Regions from separate parts of the Mus musculus genome. Here region 1 is linked to region 2. Evidence: chromatin contacts called from public Hi-C data. All regions are on one chromosome and are shown on one strand. Each heading gives the region's core, a stretch centred on a gene start, on an enhancer-like site or on the middle of the called end of the contact. The rest is flanking DNA. Distances are from core to core; before and after follow the strand shown.

Evidence for each region. A called contact is a pair of places that touch in the nucleus more often than the background predicts.
Region 1: a contact with region 2 is called in a Hi-C map of bone marrow-derived macrophages, with 50 read pairs. The contact joins the enhancer-like site here to the promoter of Ado in region 2. A contact is called at or near these places in 5 of 39 promoter capture datasets (the C10 cell line, liver, macrophages and 1 more), 2 of 15 datasets of contacts at CTCF or cohesin (CD8 T cells and pro-B cells), 37 of 484 Hi-C or Micro-C datasets (B cells, the C10 cell line, CD4 T cells and 24 more), 17 of 115 datasets of contacts at active chromatin or transcription factors (CD8 T cells, the SCID.adh cell line, Th17 cells and 8 more) and 3 of 9 other capture datasets (adipose tissue, embryonic stem cells and liver).

The regions. Positions count from the first base shown.
Region 1 is chr10:67,627,461-67,630,728 of GRCm38.p6, reverse strand. No RefSeq gene overlaps it. Among named protein-coding and RNA genes, the nearest start is that of Gm32515, 36 kb to the left of the region's middle. Within about 2 kb of position 1,573, at least 9 of the 459 cell types and tissues checked have an H3K27ac peak or open chromatin away from gene starts, as enhancers often do. A contact at or near this core is called in bone marrow-derived macrophages, microglia and peritoneal macrophages, where this site is marked.
Region 2 is chr10:67,547,381-67,550,344 of GRCm38.p6, reverse strand. It overlaps Ado (2-aminoethanethiol (cysteamine) dioxygenase), which reads left to right and starts at 1,390. Exons shown (of 1, transcript NM_001005419.2): 1 at 1,390-2,964. The coding sequence starts at 1,572. The coding sequence ends at 2,342.

The DNA of each region.
Region 1 (3,268 bases), core at 324-2,823, 80 kb before region 2:
CTGCCTTGGCATGTGGACTTTTAAACTGTGTTGAGACTGTGGAAAGCTATGGAAACTTTTAAAGTTGGACTAAATACATTAATATGAGTACAGTCTCATGGAGATTTGAGGGTAGAATATGGCAGTTTAAGCAAGAATGGCCCCCATTGGCTCATATATTTGAATGCTTGGTCTATATGAGGTGGGACTAATTGGAAAAGGTTCAGATGTGCAGCCATGTTGGAGAAGGTGTGTCACTGGGGGTGGGCTTTGAGCTTTCAAAATCCCCCACCATTCCTACTTAGCTCTTTCTACCTGTTTGCAGATCAGATGTAAGCTCTCAGCTACTACTCTAGCACCATGCCTGCCTGCCTGATTCCATGTTCCCTGCCATGTGGGTCATGGACTCTAACCCTGTGGAACTTGCTCATAGTATTCATCAAGGTAAGAGAAAAGTAACGAAGATAGGAGAAGTAACGTGTGGCTTGGATCCTGGAAATGAGGACTTGGAAACCAGAGGGACCGAGGCTTTGACAGACATTGTATGCCCTGTCAAAGAGCACAGGAGCATATTACTCAGGAGACCAACATGACAACCTAATGGAGAACACCCAGAAGGAGATACATGAAGTAGGAGGATAGTCATTGCCTGGGAACCGGAGAGCCAAGATCCAAATCACTCACGTGCTGCTTTCTCTGGCTTCCATTTCCTTCCAAAGAAAATAAAAGGGCAATGTGAAGTATAGGTAAAATATTAAATGCATGGAGTTAAGTGTAAGAAAAGGAGAATGAAGACAAAGGCTAAAAGGTTCCACGTGATTTCATGAGGAGTCGCACATGTTGGCACAGAACCATTACCTCAGCAGGAGAGCCCAATGCTGAAGGCTGTATCAAAAGAAGTCTGTCTGTGAAGCTTGCTCGGGTTCAACCGCTTAGCATTTCTGTGTTTGCTAGAATGTAGCTCTATGCCTTAGAATGTAACAAGCTAAAAAACAGGAAGCCAAGCTAATGCGAAGGCTTCAAGAGAGGAATTGATTTGTCTCATGTGACAGGAATTCCAGGAGTAGAAACAGGCCTCAGTGGGGCTCAGCATCCCCACCAGAGACTCAGAGGTTGTCTTAGTTTAAGTTTCTATGACTGTGATGAAACACCATGACCAAAGAAATCTGGGGAAAGGGGGCTCATTTCAGCTTACACTTCCAGGTAACAATCCATCATGGAGGGATGTCAACCTGGAATTCAAATGGGGCAGGTACCTGGAGGCAGGAGCTGACGCGTAGGCTATGAAAGGGTGCAGCTTACTGGCTTGCTCCCTGCTTTCTTATAGGACCCAGCACCACCAGCCCAGGGATGGCAGTACCCACAAGGGGCTGGGTCCTTCCCCACTGATCATTAAGAAAATGCCCTACAGCTAGAAGTTATGGAGGCTTTTTCTCCCTTGAGGTTCCCTCCCTTCAGATGGCTCTAGCTCGTGTCAAGTTGACATAAGCTAGCCAACAGTATTTCTGTCCTGTCACCCTGGATGTGGGTACAGCTTCACGCTTGCCCTTGTGGTCCCAAGCTGATCCCTGCGTCTTGAGGCTGCCCATCTTCTCTACAGATAAGGAAGAAAGCGAAAAGGAGAAGAAGAAGGACACAGGGTTAAAGGGAAATGACTAACTAGTCTGTGCCTTTTGTTTTCCGTGGAAAGGAAAAAAACTTTCTCAGAATCCGCACTTAGATTACTTCTGCTTGTCCTCTGTTGGACAGAATGTGTCAGATAGGGACCACCAGCCAGAAAGTGTCTGGGTGAAAGGGGTCTGTGGATCCAGTAGGGTCAACCTTCACCAACATTCTCGAGAGCCACTCGCCAGGCATGGTGACACATGTCTGCAGCCTCAGCACTTGGGAAGTAGAGGCAGGAGGAGCCTCGGTTCAAGGTTACCTTTGATTACATAAAAAGTTCAAAGGTAGCCTGGGACACAGGAGACCCTTAAAACAACAACCAAAACCAACCAACCACCAAACAAAACCTTCCACCCCTTCCACCCTTGATTACAATGAAAAAGGAAATGACCTATAACATTTAGCATTTCATATAAAAAATATAAAATATTTTTAGACACGGTCTTCCACTGACCCCAGTGTTCACAGATGCAGCTAGACCGACTGTTCAGGAAGCCCCAAGGATCCCCTGTTTCCTGTGCTGCCAATCCCAGATGTTTGTTTGTTTGTTTGTTTTTCGTTTTTTTTTTTTTTTTTTGTTTTTTGTTTTTTTTGTTGTTGTTGTTTTTAGCACAGGCTGTCTTCAGACACACCAGAAGAGGGCATTGGATCCCACTGCAGATGGTTGTGAGCTGCTATGTGGTTGCTGGGAATTGAACTCAGGACCTCTAGAAGAGCAGTCAGTGCTCTTAACCTCTGAGCCATCTCTCCAGCCCCCCAGATTTTTAAAATGAGCATGCCAAGGCTTCTGAACTCCACTCTGCCTGCTCGCACACCACATTCTTTTTTTTTTTTAATGGTGTTTTGAGACCTACCTGAGCTATCGGGCTTCCCGGCCAAGAGTTTTTAAATGTAACGTGGGCCCGGTAGGCTCCTGGGATGCTCCCTTGCTTTGCTGTTTCAATTGTTCATTTACACTCTCGCAGGACCAGTGCCTGTGCTCTCATCCTCCACCCTCTTTCCCCTTCCCACTCTCAAGGTAGTTATGACTGCACTTCTGGTTCTTCGCAACAAAGCAGCAGCAGAAGAGAATTTGTTGAGTTGCTCCCATGCCCTCTCATGGCCCCTGCTCCGTAGTCTCTGCCTTCCTGTCTATCACCGTGTGTGTGAACCCTCTGGGCCCTGTTTGAGGCCAATGCCTTTGCTCTTCCGCAAGGTGCCACGCGCCTCTCATTTACCCGAAGCCTTTGGCTCACTCATCAGATTCCTCTTTTTACAAAATCGCCTTTGTTGGTTTGCAAGTGTGCTGCCATCCCTCCGATCTTAAACATCGTTAAATAATCGTCTGCCAAAGGCTCGTTTCTTTCTGAGGAACATTTCCCAAAAGATTTGTCTATTTCTGTTGACTCCAATCAGTCCTTCTTTCTCTTCCTTGAGCTTATTTCAGTAAGCCCATCATTCCAAACATTAGACCACAGCACTCAGGTAGGTCACCAGTGATTTCCAAGTTGCCAAGTCCAGACCTGGGGCCTCTGCACTGGACCACCCACTGCCTGACCCTCCCTGCCTTTTGGGGTTGGAGGTGAGGTGGCACTGAGTCAATGACAGACTCCAGGAATAGGTGAGAAAGGCCACAGCAAGCTCA
Region 2 (2,964 bases), core at 141-2,640:
AGCTTGTGAGCACCACAATAAGCTGCAGAAGCTACGTCCTTGTGTCCCTTGGTTCCTTTTACACCAATTCAAACTGTGTTTCGTTAAGTTGCACTTACGTCTTTTCCAAATGCGCACCTGCAAATTAATCTCTCGTGTACAGGCGGGGAATAATACAGTCAGTGCCTACGTCTTAAAAGTTTCTGTGAGGGTATTACTAAGATAAAACTCATTATTTAATGTATTTAACAAGGTACCTGGAATACCACACTTACTGGCTAGGATGCAAAACCCACACACACATACACACTAAAAGCCTGCCTTCTTAACTGAAAAGGATTTCCTGGGCCACTGCAGTTATAAACCCATGTTTAATTCTGAAAGTCCAAGAAGACCTTAAATTCAAGGGTAAGATTTAAATTCATAATATCTACTATCTTCCTTTGCCAGCCACCACCTACGTCTGCAAAAAGTCCAGAGAATAATCACTCTGCGGTGACCTAACTTCATAAACCAGCCCGATAGTTGCATTGCTCTAGAGACTCATGACAGCGATAATCTATTCTGACAAAACGCCCCTTGCCCCTCAACTGGTGTTTCTCGGGCGCCCTACGGATGGATAACCACTAGTATACAGAACCCTTGGCTGTAGCAAATGGCCTCTCAAAGCTTCCCGCTATCAGTGAGTCAAGGAGCAGCGTCATCAGGCCCAGAGGCAAACAACAGCTGCGCACAGCTGTGCTGGGTGACCGCTTTGGTTACCCGCCCGACCCCATTCACCTCCTAAGAAACAGAAAAATAGACAAGCGCCATCCACAGATCTCCACGGCGCACACAGTGTGGCCTACGAGCAGCTAAGGTTGACCCCGAAACCTCATTCCTAGGGAGCAAGGGTCAAAGGTGACCCCGAGTGACCCAGCAGGCCCTAGCGGCACAAGAAGGTTAACGACCCTCTTGTGCCGTTTTTTTCCCAGCGGCGAGAAGCCTCCACCAGCTGCCGGAAGTATGTCACCCCGACTGCGGGGATGGCGGGAGTTGTAGTTAACTGGCTATATCTCTTGCAATAATAGTTCAGTTTTATCAAACAAGTAAACACCCTGAGGCTCTGCAAAACGAACGCGCTGCTCGCTTTCTGCCAAGTTCTTAAAAAAATCCTGGTTTCCCCTGCTCCGCAGGACGCGTTCGTGCCCCGCGCAAGCGCAGGCTCGGACTACACATCCCAGCGTGCCTTGCGGCGCTCCCGCCGCGCCCGGCTGTAGTCGTTGGTGTGGGCCGCGTGAATGGAGCTCCGCGCGTGAGGCAGCGCCTGGCACGGCCCGCGCCAGCGCCTGTCTGGGCCCCGGAGCGTGAGTGCGGGTAGCGGCCGTGCGCGTGCGCACTCGCCTTCGCGCGCGGGCAAGCGCCCGACCATTGGCGCGCTAAGCGGGCGACCGTGCAAGGCGGCCCCGCGCGCCCCGCTGGCCGGTTGTTGCGGGGAGGTCTCCCGCCTGGCGCGGGGGTCCGCGCGGGTAGCCGTGGCGGCCGCCGGAGACCGCAAGGGGCGGCGCAGAGGCGGAACGGGCCGGCCGCGAGCCGCGCAGGAAGCGCCAAGCATGCCCCGCGACAACATGGCCTCCCTGATCCAGCGCATCGCTCGCCAGGCGTGTCTCACCTTCCGCGGCAGCTCGACGGGCTCCGAAGGGCCGGCGCCGGGCTTCCCGGAGAACCTGAGCCTGCTCAAGAGCCTGCTGACCCAGGTGCGCGCCGAGGACCTCAACATCGCGCCGCGCAAGGCGCTGCCGCAGCCGCTGCCCCGCAACCTCCCGCCGGTCACCTACATGCACATCTACGAGACGGAGGGCTTCAGCCTGGGCGTGTTCCTGCTCAAGAGCGGCACGTGCATCCCGCTGCACGACCACCCGGGCATGCACGGTATGCTCAAGGTGCTGTACGGCACGGTCCGCATCAGCTGCATGGACAAGCTGGACACGGGGGCCGGGCATCGGCGGCCGCCGCCAGAGCAGCAGTTCGAGCCCCCGCTGCAGCCCTTGGAGCGGGAGGCCGTGCGACCGGGCGTGCTGCGTTCCCGGGCCGAGTACACCGAGGCCAGTGGGCCCTGCGTGCTCACTCCACACCGGGACAACCTGCACCAGATTGATGCCGTGGACGGGCCAGCTGCCTTCCTGGACATCCTGGCCCCACCCTACGACCCGGAGGACGGCCGGGACTGCCACTATTACCGTGTAGTGGAGCCCATCAGACCCAAGGAGGCTTCCGGCTCTGCCTGCGACCTTCCCCGAGAAGTGTGGCTCCTGGAGACACCACAGGCCGACGACTTCTGGTGCGAGGGAGAGCCCTATCCAGGCCCCAAGGTCCTACCTTGAAGCTCCTGCCGCCCGGGGAACTGTGGGCCAAAGATGTACCCTGCCCTGCTCAAGAAAGGCCTGGCTGCCCTCTATCTTCCATAAGGGCTCTTCTCTCCGCCCCCTCGCCTGGACGATGGATTTACTGGAGTGACCAGCGCCACATCTTGAGGAACCTTGGGGAACACGGCCCACTGGAGTACAGCCACCACCGGGCACGGTTATGGGGGCGGGTGGGCGGAAGGCTAGGTTGATTCCTGGTATCCTCAGTGCCACCAAGGCTTTGATTTAAGGGAACCGGGCAGGGACCCTAAAGCGCTTCCATCCTAAAGCCATAATGAAACCATTTTTGTTTCTCATTCTCTACAAAATACACTAAGTAGTTTTGAATCCCTCTTCCCTTCGGTGACTCAGATTTGTTTTCTCTCCTGCCCACGATTGCTCCTTAATAGTTTAATTTATTACTGATTGTGCATGACCTTGAATTGTTCTTGTTTTCTTTTTTTTTTTTTTTTTTTTTTTTTTAGTTATTCGTTTGGTTAAAACACACACACAAACTACTCAGCATCTAAAGTGAGGAGTTCTGAAAAGACATCTTTCTAGCACTGGGGTTCACCCTCATAACTGTGCGTGTTGAGGACGA